2 separate regions of the Mus musculus genome follow, and region 1 is linked to region 2. Evidence: chromatin contacts called from public HiChIP or PLAC-seq data. All regions are on one chromosome and are shown on one strand. The core of a region is the stretch at or near the end of the contact, and the rest is flanking DNA. Distances in the headings are between cores, read along the strand shown. Region 1 has its middle 4.2 kb from the start of Gm38412. Region 2 overlaps Magi3 (membrane associated guanylate kinase, WW and PDZ domain containing 3).

The links. HiChIP or PLAC-seq counts read pairs in DNA pulled down with a chosen protein or histone mark.
Region 1: a contact with region 2 is called in an H3K27ac HiChIP or PLAC-seq map of microglia, with 5 times the contacts expected there. The contact joins two enhancer-like sites. A contact is called at or near these places in 2 of 484 Hi-C or Micro-C datasets (bone marrow-derived macrophages and nephron progenitors) and 1 of 115 datasets of contacts at active chromatin or transcription factors (microglia).

Annotation. Positions count from the first base shown.
Region 1 is chr3:104,401,583-104,408,284 of GRCm38.p6, forward strand. No RefSeq gene overlaps it. Among named protein-coding and RNA genes, the nearest start is that of Gm38412, 4.2 kb to the right of the region's middle. Within about 2 kb of position 2,254, at least 38 of the 459 cell types and tissues checked have an H3K27ac peak or open chromatin away from gene starts, as enhancers often do. A contact at or near this core is called in microglia, where this site is marked.
Region 2 is chr3:104,018,884-104,026,596 of GRCm38.p6, forward strand. It overlaps Magi3 (membrane associated guanylate kinase, WW and PDZ domain containing 3), which reads right to left. Exons shown (of 21, transcript NM_001159354.1): 17 at 2,892-2,994; 18 at 2,054-2,180; 19 at 1,395-1,538. Among named protein-coding and RNA genes, the nearest start is that of Phtf1os, 54 kb to the left of the region's middle. Within about 2 kb of position 1,463, at least 7 of the 459 cell types and tissues checked have an H3K27ac peak or open chromatin away from gene starts, as enhancers often do. A contact at or near this core is called in microglia, where this site is marked.

The DNA.
Region 1 (6,702 bases), core at 1,004-3,503, 380 kb after region 2:
GGGGAGGGGGTTGGAGGGCTGAAACTGGGCAGGATGGAAGTATGAGACAGTGCACAAGATTTAAATTTTTTTTTATTTATTCCTATCTTTTTTTTTTTGTAAGTGTATGTATGGGTGGGTATGTTCATTGCACACAAGTGCCCAAAGAATCCAGAAAGGGGTTTTGGAACTTCTGAAGCTGGAGTCACAGGCTGTAGTGAACCACCCCACATGGGTACTGGGAAACAAACTTGGGTCCTCTGGAAGAGCAGCAACCTCTGAGCCATCTCTGTAGCCCCTTAAAATATCTTTTTATTTAGATACCAGAATATACCAAGAAAGGTGAAATTATGCTCATGATCTTACTCTCCTATATCCTTAAAAAATACTCCTTTCTGGTCTTATCTAGATGTTCATATAATTTTTACAGCTATATTCATGGCAACAAAAAATGAGATTTGATATTTCTGTTTAACATTATACGAGAGCATTTCTCCAAGTCACCACATAATCTTCGTGATTATATATATTTTTAATGGCAGCGTAATGCAGCCCAGAGCAATGGAAGCAGAAAAGCACAGCCATTCCCCTTCCCAAACCCATTTAGGATCTGTCCAATTTTTCACTTCAAATGATAGCCAGTCTCTCCCGCCCCCTCCCCTCCCCCTCCCCCTCCCCCTCCCACCCCCGCAGAACTGAAGAACAGCAGCAGACTCCTGATGAAACTGGGAGGTTTGGGCGTTGAACAGCCGTTCCATGTACAGGTGGTTTGCCCGGGACTCACCCTCGATAGTGAAAACAAATGGGTGGAACAGCCTCAGAGAAAGGCTGGGTAAGATGGATGCCCTGGAAACACACAGTGACACCAGCCATTTCCCAAGTCATCCATTTCCTAAGTCCCTCTGAAACCCCTGCCAGCCACTCAGCTGGTGACAAGGTAAGGGGGCACTTAAAGGGAATGGCACAGGGTCTCAATCTAGCTCCTGCAAGAAGAAAGTATCCAGGGGTAGGGGAACTCTGCCTCCTCTAGATCTTATCACTCTCTTGAGCCTGGAACCTCCAAAGTGTGAAAACTGAGGGCCTCCTGCTCCCTCCAGGGGCCAGGCAGATGTGGTGTGCATCTCCCTGGATCCAGCGCTGACTGATCCAGTGCTGGCTCTTGTCATTCTCCTGTAAACTCTGCCTCGCAGACAGGCAGTTCTAGCCCCAGGCCGGTAGCCTAGCACCACCCCTCATGTTGACTGTGCCAACTGGGACTCCTGGACCAGGAGCCTCTCTCCTGGCTCATTTGGTGTTGAGAACTGCAGGCAGCTTTGGGAGGTGACAAGAAGCAGAAGGAAGAGGATGTCACCATTGCTTTTAAGGTCATATCTATTTGGAGAGAATTCAAAATGCAAGCATACTAATGCAGTCACCATGGCCAAATTAATTTACTGCCTCCTGCTCACAGCTGCCCTGCCCCTTAGAATGAGTTGAATTTTGAGATCTGGTGGTGGGGCAGAGCCCAGTGCAAAGTCTGCCATCATCTATGGTCAATGTCAAGGTCATTCTAAGCTAGGCTTGCTTTTATTAGTCACAGAAGCAGCCAACAGTATTTATTGTTCAATATTATGTGAAACAGTACCCATGTTTTATCTACACAATATCCCGAATAATCCTCACAGCAACTCTGAAAGAAAGGGCTGTTCCTAGCTAGCCCTGTTCAATGGGTGGGAAAGCACAAGGGCAGGAAAGTGGAGTAGCTCACCCAAGCCATCCTGCAAGCAGACTGCTAGCTAAGATGCAGGGTCAGGTTTGGTCTGATGGCACTGACTCTAGTTGATCCTCCAGAGGCTGAGGCAGAGGATCATAAGTTCAAGACCTGCCTAGACGATTGAGTGAGTTTTAGGGCAACCTGGGTAACCTAGTGGGAGGCTACCTCAAAACTAAAAAGAGGGGCTGACAAGATGGCTTGACTGGTAAAAGGGCTCAACACTAAGCCTGATGATATGAGTTCAGGCCCTGAGCCCCACATGGTACAAGGATAGAGCCAACTCCCCCAAACTTCTCGTCTCCACATGAGCACATCTCCATAGCACAGGAATGTGCGTTCTCACATTCAGACTCAGACTAAGCAGGCTCACTGGTATGCATAAGCTCCCTCTCAGGTGAACACCTTCTGCCACCCTTACCACAACCATGGTAAAATAATGACTGAGCCCTTAGGGAATGCCAGACACTTTACTAAGAGGTTTGCTCTAGCTCCTGAATGAGGAAACTGGGAGTTAAAGAGATTATGTAAGACCTGTGGCTACTGAGCCGGCAGTCATTTCCTCTCCAGTCTGGTTCCTCCTTCTTTCAGAGTAATAAGACCCCACTTTTAGCTGCACATCTAGAACGAAGGCTGCACTCCTAAACTCTAGGGGGTGGGATACATTTGTATGACTGATGTCATGGATGCAGTGGATATCGCCAAAAATAGCTTTCTGCCACAGCCAGACCTCTTTTCTCCTCCCAGATGATGGGACATGACCATGACGTAGTTACATGCAGCCCAGGGCAGCCAGATCCATGAACAGCAGAGCTGCCATGACAGTAGGGCCCAGGGAAAAGCAAGCCACAGGGTAGCAAGAATCTGGCTCTTCAAGGGATTCATGAAGTCGAGATGAGGTGACTACCTGTAGAAACAAACATTACCTTGCTAAAGCCATCGTTGTGTTCAGGTGTGTGGAGTTTCAGCCCATCCCCACTCTTGTTAGCAAAGTAGACGAGCCAAAGGTCAAACTTGAACAACCACTGCAACTTACTGGAGTAAAAATCTCATGGTAAAGAGAATGGAAACCCTGTCCTGAGTGGAGACCTCAGATCGCAGTTGGGCCTGGGTGGTTCACGTGGCCAAGAGCTCACCCTGAGGAAAGCAGGCCCACCTTAAGACAAGCCAAAAGACAGGCAAAAATAACTGGTTCCTCCGTGAGATGCAGAATTATTCAGAAAAGGGTGTCTTCTCCTTTCTATCTCTTTTGTAACTATACTTTCCTCAATAATTTGGCCTTCTCCCAACATTCTGGGCTTCCTTACTCTGCCCCTAAAGCCTCCCTCCCTGATGATGGCTGGTGACCTCCATGCCTCTGTGACCTCCATGCCAACTTACACAGTCTGGCTTTCTCTTTTCTCTCCTCCCTTCTCCTTCTATGGGTAGTGCCTGAGCTTTATGGTCTGCCCACCTTGGGGGGGGTTTCTTTCAAACTCTAATAAAATTGTCCTTGAGCTTCTGCTTGAGTCCATTCTTAAATTGTTTTATTAATGAGACTCATAACCACAAAGGGGCACCCTGATTCCCCCTGTATCAATGTTATTTCTACTGTAACACTTTGCCCCAGTTAGTGGGTTGGTTTTGACCAAAGCATCCATTCCCCCCCCCCTTCAGTCTGTTGATATTCTTCAGGGCCAAGCTCTGTGGTGGGGACTGTATTAGTTACATTGTGTGCTGCTGTGACAAAACCCCTGATGAGAATCAACTTAAGGAAGGAAGGATTTGTTTTGTTTTCACAGCTTGAAGCTACAGTCCATCACAGCAGGAAAGACATGGCTGCAGGAGCAGAAGGAAGCTGGTACTGAGCGCTCTCTCTCCTTTTTGTCCAATCCAAGAGTCAAAATGAATCTCTTCATGTCAATTCAGCTAATGTAGAAAATCCCTAGTGGAGATGCAGAGATTTGTCTTCAAGGTGACTCCAGATTATGTCCAGTTGTCAATGAACATAGGTTAGAGTATGAAAGTGACTTGATTAATGCTCTAGAAGAGCCAGCGCTCCATCTTGAAAGATAGATGCTAAGTACATAAATAAAAGGCAGTGCATTGAGTCTTGTGATGGGGACACGAGCCCACTGCCATGGGGGCATGTAGAGGTGGGGGGGGGTGACTTACTAGATGCTAGTCAGGACACTTAAATTGAAGAGATGTCAGGGAGTTGGGACTGACCTGCTGTTGGGAGCAAGTGTGACATGCCTGGTTCTCAGGACTCACCACCTTGCTACCTCAGCCCCTGGGTGCTGGGATAGATAGCAAGTGTATATACCCCAATACATTGCTCTCTAAGCCTCAATGTGGCTCAGAAATGCAGCATGTTTTTTTCTTGACCTAGTGCTTTAGAGCCTGATCTCTCATCACTGGAGACTCCTGGAGCCATGCCCTTGACAATCTAGAACTTTCTGTGAAGTAGATGCAATACTATGAAGAAAAATGAGGGAACGAGAATCCCCAAGGCCAACCTCCTGACAAGGGACAAAAGGAAATAGAAAATTGAGAGGGCCCCACACTGGGCTAGAGACTCTTCAGCATTATAGTAGAAGCCATGAGTTCTGCCTGTAATGACTCTGTACTTGAAAATAGTGTTTCCAATGTGACCTTTCTCCCTGTACTTCCAACAGTGGAGCTGCTGTCACTGATAATAAAAGGTAGATGTGGCTATCCCTGGCTGTAGCCAATTAGAATTACCTTGAGAAGTCAACAAGGGTAACTTGGCTGCTAATGAAGGCAGCTGACATCTTGGCACTGGCCTACTTGCCTGATCATGAAGAAAAGGAAAAACTTATCCCACCGAATGGTCTCCTTCCCACACCAAGCACCTCCATAACTACTATTCCATGAGGACCAGCTCTGACCAAGGCAATGTGACTCACTGGGCAAAGGGGCTCCCCCCCACCACACACACACACACACACACACCTGGGTAGTGACACCAAGCAGCTCTACCCTTACCAGCTGTAGTGGCTATTCCTGGTTGTCAACTTGACTATATTTGGAATGAACTACAATCCAGAATTGGAAGGCTCACCAGTGACCCTTATCTGGAGGCTTGGAGATCCTTATCTGGATCTTGGTTTGAAGATCTTGAGCCATAGTGGCTATGGATTCCAGAAGATTGAATCTCCGAGTTTAAGGAACACACCTTTAATCTGGGCTACACCTTCTGCTGGAGACAATATAAGGACATTGGAAGAAGGGAGTCTAGCTCTTGCTCTTGCTCCTTCGCCTGCTTGCTGCGTGAGACTGAGTAACTGCTAGATCCTTGGACTTCCATTCACAGCTGCGACTGAACCATTGTTGGGAATTGGGCTGCCGACTGTAAATAATCAATAAATTCCTTTACTATCTAGAGACTATCCATAAGTTCTGTAACTCTAGAGAACCCTGACTAATACACTAGCAAACACTCCTTGTCACGGTTAGTCTTCATTGTTGGATTTGGGACCACCTAGGAGACACACCTTTAGGTGTGTTTCCAGAGGTTGAACTGAGAAGGGAAGATCTGCCATGAACGTGAGCAGCACCATCCTGTGGGCTGAGAGACTAAACTGAATAAGCCAGGGAAAGGGAGATAATGAGTGAGTGCCAGCATTCATTACTCTCTGCCTCCTGACTGTGGCCTCAATGTGGCTTCCTGCATCCCTGCTGCCATGCCTTCCCGCCATGGCAGGCCACAGCTCCTGGACTGTGGAATGGAATAAACCTTTCCATCCTTAGGTTGCTTTTGTCAGGCATTTGTCACAGCACTGAAGAAAGTGACATAACAGTAAAGAAACAAGCAGAGGCAAATTCAGAATGAAGCTGAAGATGTTAGAGCTTATGGACCTGGGGCTTGAGGTGTAGCTCAGAAGTGAAGCATTTACCTAACATGAGCAAGGCCTTGTGTGTGATCCACAGCACTGAGAAAGAACAATTTGGGGTCTACCATTCATATGGTCATGTGGTTTGTAAAGGTTACAGAAGTTTGCCAGTTGGCTTTACTACACTCAGTCAAAGCTGATGTCTCTTTCTATCCAAACCTATGCACTGTCATACTGGCTGGTATAACCATTTTTGGAGGGCTCATTAAGGAGAAATTAAGACAGGTATAAATTAGGCTTTGGGGTTCTGTGGACCATGGGTGGGTGGTCTGCAGTCACTTTTAAAAGTAGTCACTTTTCATTAGCTGTCCAGTATGGAAATGGCTTCAAGAATAACCACGCCCATAGTGCCAACCTATTCTGGCATTGCCATACTAAAGTCCACGGCCAAGGCTCTGCTCAGAAAGGAGAGTGCCCACGGAAGCCAACACTAGGTGTGTGGGTAGTGCAGCAGAAAGAAGACTTGAACAAAACAGCCTGAGGGGGGATGTGTCCTGTCACCCACGTAGTGAAATATAAGCACAGAATTAAGCTGCCACCATCAGTAGTCACGGGTTCTCGGGCTGTAATGAGTAATACTGCGAGTCAATTATAGGCTAGTCATTTGTTTCTTTTTTGATGGGCATGATGCCCAATGGGATTTATGAGAATTCCTGTTTGTGGGGTACAGACTGCTGCAGTCTTAGAAGCAGCAAGTGTACTCGGCTGTGAAATCGTGTGTGTTGTGCACCCCATCCATCAATATAAATATCGTTTTTATTATGCTGGAGGAAAGATTAATTATCTTCCCTTCCTCTCTACAGAAAACATCACATAATCATTGAATATGAAGAAGTGATGAAAGAGTGTTCATCCAAAAGAAATGTAGAAAAATATGACAGTGGTGTACTAGACAGTTAATTAATACAAAATCCTATTATTTCTCTTTATTTTGTGATATTTGTGACATTTCCCCCCACTAAATAAAGGCTTGTTTTCAATTCTAATCTTATATTGGTAATTTTGTATTGTTCTTAAAGGGATCCTTCAACATGGAATAAGCTTTAAGTTCACCTCTGGATCAGTCTTTATTTATTC
Region 2 (7,713 bases), core at 213-2,712:
TTCTATCTATTGACGAGACAGGAAGCTGTACTGTGGGGTCCAGGTATGTGGCTTTACTTTTTTCTAGATCAGCAGTCTCTCATTTTCTTCACCTGTTATATGAAAACCAGAGTCCTACCTCCTAGGGTTGTGGGAGAGTCAGTGCTATGCAATATGACTACACACCAGCCACAGATAAGTGCTGGTTGGAAATACTGTTGGAAACAATCTTTTATGCCAGATGTTGGGGTTCTGTTGTTTTAAAAGTGAGCTCCCATCTCGTAGGCATTCTCTGTCTCCCTGCCATAGGACTAGAGTTCTCCACCATCTAGACTGTCCTGGCCTGGGATTTCTTCACAGGATCCAGACGTGTAAGAATTACATTTCTTCTCTTTATAGATTTCCCAGTCTCAGGTATTCAGTAATGGTAACAAGCAGACAAAAACAATTATGTAAAGTGAAAAAAAAAACAAGCAGAGTAAGACAATAAAGATTACAGGTCAGGAGATAGTAAGAAAGGTAATTAACAAAGCCCTTATTGTCCAAAATAAGTGGGAAAAAAGCCCCTTTGGTAGGTGATAAAAGAATCATTTCCCTGAGGAATTATGAACAACAAAGTAGGAAAGTAATTCCGACAGAAATGAAAATCAGTGTGAGCATGGCTGGTTCATCCTGGGAGAGAGAGCATAGTTTCAGTCACACTCTTTCTCTTATAGCCACAAACCTATATATTTTAATATAAATACAATGTAAATAAAACATGTAATTGAACAGGCTCGCCACCAGGTGTCATTTTTACCTTTAAAATAAAATGGGAAGGCAAGGGAAGTGGAACTTTGGGTTTCTGTTAGGCTGGCAGGGCTCTGTAGAAACCAAAGGGAACACTTCTCTCGGCAGAGGCAAGGGACCATTTTTGCTGTGATTTTCAGTTACTATAACAATGTTAATAAAACGGTAAAAATATGTTTGAAAAGTTGAGCACTAGTGTTGTAAGGTTGAGAAAGTCTGTGACGGAACAGCACAGAGTGAACGCTCGTCTTTCTAATAACTGTAACGGGTGGCAGGGCCAGAGGCTTCTGCCTCTGTAGGGATCTAAGTAGAAAACCTCCCTGGGCTTATTATGTCTTAGAAGAAAATGTAAAATAAAAGTCGTTTTATCCTGCTGTCTCAGGACCTGTACTAAGATGGAAGAGATTTGATTTACCGACCCATCGGCCCTGCACTGACTGCTCTTCTGGACACAGAGAAGCCATCAGGCTCTGAACCCTGGCTAGCTGGGGAAGCACAATGGTGGCATGCGGCTGCAGAAACCCGTTTCCTGTGTAAGGGGTTTCTGCATTCCCTCTAAAGCAGTTCCTTCTAGAACTTTCCAGCCTAGAGGCAGAAGCAGAGGTTGCAAACAAAGGTCAACTCACGTGAATCCTGCCGTCTTTGATGGCGGGCCCGTCCTCGGCCAGGCGCAGGATGAACAGCCCCATGTTGTACTCCTTCCCTCCGCGGAGGCTGAACCCAAAGCCTCGAGGGCCTCTCTCCAGCTCCACAGGGTAACAGCCAAGGCTCTGGGGGAAGGAAGCATCATGACAGAGTGCTCTCACGCACTGCTTCTGATGTGTCCTGAAGAGAATCTGCTTTATAGCTGAGGGAAATAGTGTATACTCTTGATACAGTTCTAAGTGGCAAGAAAGGAATGCTAGCTGGGGCTGCTACTTAACTGTCATAAATTCAAATAGATTCATTTGAAGATTATGCCTTCTTATAGTCAGTCAATGTTCAGCAGAACAATTAAGAGAACAGAATTTTTGAAAGTACCCACTTTACGGAGATTTTTTACAAATTTTCCTGAAAAGCAAGCAAAAGCTCCCCCCATTTAATTAGCTACAACTATGCACTTGTGCATACTTAACCTCGATTCTGACTTCTCTGTTTGTATGGTGTAGTGAATGACAACCACATTACCAGTCCTGTAAAAATTAGTAATTTTGGAAGCAAATGTATCCGAACAGATTCGCAACAAAACACCAATGTTCAGTGATTCAGCAACCCAAAAAATCAACATCAGGGTGTCTGTGTTTACCTGATTGTGCCGACTGCCCACAACTGAAATCACTGCAGTGTCAGGCTGTGCAAGGTGCTTATGGTCAGACCAGGAATGTCTGTAAGAACTGCAGACATCTCTCCCAATTTCACCTTCTAGGGCAATTCTGTGAGAGAAACCAAGTTATGTTCTGCACTGAGAAAATGAGAAACAGTCTGAAAAGAAAAGCAGATCAACTCCTCTCAAGGCTGAGCCTTACCATCCTCTATCCTGACAAGCTGCTGTAAACAGACTATCTCTAGAACCCGAATTGCTAGGAAAAAAGACTGCTCCTTCTCTCCAGGGTCGGTTAAACACTGAACCCCATCCCCTTCCTTCAGTGGAATTTAATGGAGTTGCTCTCAAAGAAAGCTGCACTCAAAAATAACTGAACTGGGGGCAGACACTGTGACCTTGTCACCATGAGAAATGGACCTTCCGAAGCCCCAAGGCCTGGGAAGATGCTGAATTTCTGGGAACCTAGTTTTCTTTTATGAATAATATTTTTAACAGAGGAAAAATATCTTCAAATTACTGCCCAAGTGTAAGGCAGTTTGAGAAGACTGACTCAGGTGGGGCTGGGCTCCCCTACTAAAGTCTTACCAGAGAAGTAGGCTAGGTGCTGCCTCAGGGCTGCCTATCACCTTTGTGCCTAGCATGGAGGCTGGGAAGTGGGGTGAGGGTGTGAAAGGGCGGCAGGCACTGGGAAGGACCGCGAGGATGAGATACCCAACAGCTTTCTTCCAGACTTGGCTATCTGGCTTGTGCATTACTGCCTGGGAGTGGGATAGTGAAAAGCAGGAAGATGAGAAAACCCAAAACCTGAGAATAGCCACACCTGTCCCCAGGTATGTGGTTGGCTTGTGCTTGTCCCATGGGCCTGTGCTGTAGTGCTGGGCTCTGCCTGGCTGAGTTTGTTCCTGATGGTGGACCATGATGCTCTGTTTAAGTGAAAAAACAACAGAAATCAGAATCTGTACATGAAAACATGAAGACCAAGTGGATCTTAAAGTAAACAACAGTGATGGTTACAGTTCCCATCTTTAGGGCTTCCACAGAACTGCACTGTTATTTTTTGGAATTGGAACAGTGATACTCTCCTCCTCTGGCTTTAAGTAACATTTATGTTTTAAGAGAACAGCAGCCATTTTTTATTTCACATTTTCACCCCTGTCTTTTCCATACCGTGGAAACCAGAACCACACACGTCAGTCATATCTGTGTAGAGGACAGAGCTCGAGGCTACTCAGTTCTAGGTCTCCAGAGCACAGACGGTTTTCCTTCCTGACAGTTCTAAGTCTCAGGATGTTGGAGCACGAGGCCACCCTGCAAACTGTACACATCTGGAACTTGCATTTCTACAGAGGAAGTTATTCTGCCTGGCACTTAGCATCAAAGATCACAAAGTCATCCAGAGAGTTGTGTGTGTGTGTGTGTGAGTGTGAATGATTGGACTGTAAAACCCATTCAGCAAGAGGGAAAGGAAACCATGCGTTGTACTAGAAACCTAGCTAACTACTCTGTGCTATTGAAGTCAGGGTTATTAAGAAGAATCTACAGTCATTGATTTACTAAATCAGAACAATCACCAACAATCATCTAAACATTTGTCCTTATACCCACAGATAAATATAGTCTTTACACCTCATCAAAGAAATGTCTCTTTGCAACAAATGGAGGCCACTACAACCACAGTAAACCACAATCAATCAAAATGCAGAGCTGTGGAGCCCAGCACCTGTGGATGCATCTACAAAACATCCTCTCACCAAAGACTCAGAGAACATTGTGGAAAGGGGGTGGAGAGTTTGTAAGATCCAGAGGATCAGTTTGCTGTGAGACTATGTCTCCTAGTAACGTCAGAAGTTACAAAAGTATCAACACGACTACCCAAGCCTGAGCTGGAAGAGGGATGAGACCACTGAGAAGCCAACGTGGGTAGGAGAGGAGCTCATGAGGCAGCTGAGGATCTGGAAGCAGAAGGAGCAGTCTTCCCAGAGAAGGACATAGCCAGTTAGTTCTCCATACCACACGGTCAGCTCTGGAAACATACGTACAAGTGATACTGTACTGACTGAGCAGGTTATACAAGTGACGCTATACTGACTGAGCAGGTTATAGCTCATGGTCTCTTGTTACCAGTTTTGAACTTCCCTCAGTTCCTGAGCCTCTAGTGTTAACATAACCCATGAAACAGGCCAACTGTCGTACTTTAAGTCTTAAGGTGAACCTTCTGTCACATACAAGATTCTAACCAAATTTAGAATCGTCACCTGGAACGAGCCTTTCCATGTCACCTTGTGTTCAATATGTCAGTTTCTCTGTGGGATCCATCCGACTGCTTAAGCACACTGTGATCATAGTTTTTGCACAATGCTGACCACACTGCACACAGACAAGCTGATAATGCCAAGTAAAGACCATGGAATAAGGGCTCAGGAAGGAACCGTGGTGTTTTAGTGGAGGTAGAGATGGCTGCAGCAGTTATGGAAACACTCACAGCATAGAGCCAAATGGTATGTTAATACTCATTGATGGAGCAAGTAATTCTACTTCCAGAAGTTCCTATAAAATGCTGTTTTATAGGATACACATAGAAATGTGTATCACAGGCCTTTTTTTGATATTCAGAGCTGGGAGCAATGTGGGAAGCAGACAGGTAAGACGAGGTGAACACCCATGGGAAACTACCTAGCTACAATGTGGATATACTGTAAATGTACAGAATGCTTTAAGAACAACGCACAAAACAGCAAAAACAATAATAAATGGGTCAGTCTTCACTGACATTCAAATGTTTGTGCATCAAAGGGTGAGTAATAAGAAAGTGTGAAGACAAATGTAGGCTGGGACACAAACATATGAAAGCTGCACACCTGAAAAAGATCTAGCGTCAGAATAAGTAAAGAGAACCTATAATACAACATAAGGCAAGTGAAATATGATTTGAATAGCCATTTCTCCAAAGCCCAGGAAAAGATGCTAAATTAACATTACTAGTTGTCAGTGACATATGAAGCCACAGCATAGTGAAATACCACTTCACATCATTAGAAAGGCCAGTATGAGAAAACAATCAACCAGAAAATAAGTGGTGTGGAGGATCTGACAAAACTGGACGCCTCCCTCATACTCCTGGCGGGTGAGAGTATAAGATGGTGTAGCTGGCTAAAGGAATCATTTGGCAACCCTTTAAAAAGCCAAACATGAGAGTACACAACATGACCTGACAATTCTAACTTTAGGAAAAACTCAAGAGAAATGAAATCATGCATTGCAGGAAAATATGTACAGTAATCGATGAAATTCACAATAAAAAGAAGGAACAAATGTCTATCAAATGATTAATTGGAAAGTAAAAGGATGTATATGCAATATGGACTTTATATTATTATGTATACAAGGAATGATAAAGATTACAGTGAACTTGAACCTTGAATGTTTGCTAGAGAAAGAAGCACAATGGACACGGTTGCATACTACATGATTCCACTAAAGTAAAACGTCTAAGAATGCACCGAGGCAAACAGCAGATGTGTGGCTGCTGAGGGACAGCATTAGAAGAAAATGGGAAGTAATTGTTAATGACTATGGGGTTTCTTTTGGGAGCTGATAAAATGTGAAATTAGCGGTGATGGTTAGACAACCTTGTGGATAAACTTAAACAAAAGAAAAATGATACCTCCCCCAGTAGCCCTCTAGAACAGCATGGACAGCTGTTGTGATGAGTTTTATAACATGTGAGTTTATCTTAGTTAAAAGAAAAAAGGAGAGATGACATGAGGAATCGTAGAATCTTTGATTGAATCCTGGAAAACAAAACAAATCCCATAGTTATGAGACTAGGCCCTAGAATAGCAATCTATAACATAGAACCATCCACCTATACAGCTGCAAGAGTAAGGACAATACACACTCCAGACAGTGCACTTTAAAAGATGCACAGATGAATACAGGAAGTGTACTAGAAGGGAAACCAGAGTGCAGTGTGTGCACAAGTAGGAAGAAACTGAGACCTAATGGGAAAAGAACACAAACGATGCCATACATTTTGCTCCAGTGCACATTTTTGGTGGCTGTGGTAACTTATGTCCACTGTTAAAAATAAAATGGACTTGACAAAACATTAGGAGTCAATTTGAAAAAGCAATAAAAGTTTCTATATAGTGAGCACCAACTACCAGGTGCAGCCAACTCCTGCTCCAACCTTAAGACCAAATTACTATGGTAGAGGAAGAGGTGCTGGAGTCAGTGGATACAGATTCTAGTCATGACTGCAGTTTGAAAGTTTTTATATGACACATGGCACGTGCCTTATCATGTCTGTGGTAAAGTAGTCCCAGATTTAAGTAGCACCATGCAAAGGGAAGATGAAGGGATGGAGGAGACACTCTGTTTTTCAGGTGACAACCCTTTCCCTCTCACAGTGAAGGCTTGGGTGGGCAGGAGACAGGTATCAGTAAGAGGCCATGTAACCTGGACCAAAGGTGTGAAAAACAGTTTTTGAAAACAGCTTTCAAGATTCACTTAACTGGGCTGGAGAGATGGCTCGGTGGTTAAGAGCACTGACTGCTCTTCCAAAGGTCCTGAGTTCAAATCCCAGCAACCATATAGTGGTTTACAACCATCTGTAATGAGATCTGACATCCTCTTCTGGTGTGTCTAAAAACAGCTATAGTGTACTTATATATAATAAATAAATAAATCTTAAAAAAAAAGATTCACTTAACTGCAGGGTAACTGCTAAGTTTTACATTGAATTCAGTGAGAGGCTTGGAAAACTTAGAAATTCTATGAAGGAAATTTTTAGGACAAAAGGGAGACTTTCTATTATTCCCTGAATAAAATAAGGGATTCTAAATGTTTTCATAGTTTATAAAAATGATGGGTAATCACTGACTAAGATTTGTCTTTCATTTCTTCCTAGTGGTGACTGACATGATCATGTACTTACATTAACATCTGTCCAGAAACATCTGGGCTGAAATGTCAAAGGTAGTTTTTACTCTAAGAAAAATGTGCAATTCTGGATAACCTTTTAGAAAAATTTACCATCAATAATCAGTAGTATCTTTGAAAAATCTTTGTTCTCCCACCAAACTATCCCAGGTTATCCCAGGCACGCTCTCGGGCCGCCAGCAGCAGCAGCAGCAGCAGCAGCATCAGCATCAGCATCAGCATCAGCATCAGCATCAGCATCAGCAGCATCAGCATCAGCATCAGCAGCAGCAGCAGCGCATTCAGGACAGTGAGAGCAAGCAGGCAGGAAGAGTTTACTGTTTCACGGGGGATGCTTACGGTTGGACTTTTCCTGTATGCTACAACACTACCAGCCCGAGGTGGCCTACAGTCTGCTGGTCTCATACTGACTCACATCTCTTCTGCCCCTCAGTGCCACTGCACGACAGGCATGAGGACATAACTGTACACACAACTCTGCAATGCCATGCTGGCACTGACTTTTGTGACATTTGAGTCACAAAATAAATGTTAAGGAGAGAATGCTCATAAATAAATACCCACCACAGTAGCTCGGACACAAAGAAGACTTACACAACACCTTAAAGGTAAAAACATAAGAGTAATCTAGTAGGAACAAACAAGAGGGGAAATCTGTGGAGAAATGCATTTGGGCATAGCTCTAGTTCTGAGAGGCTGAG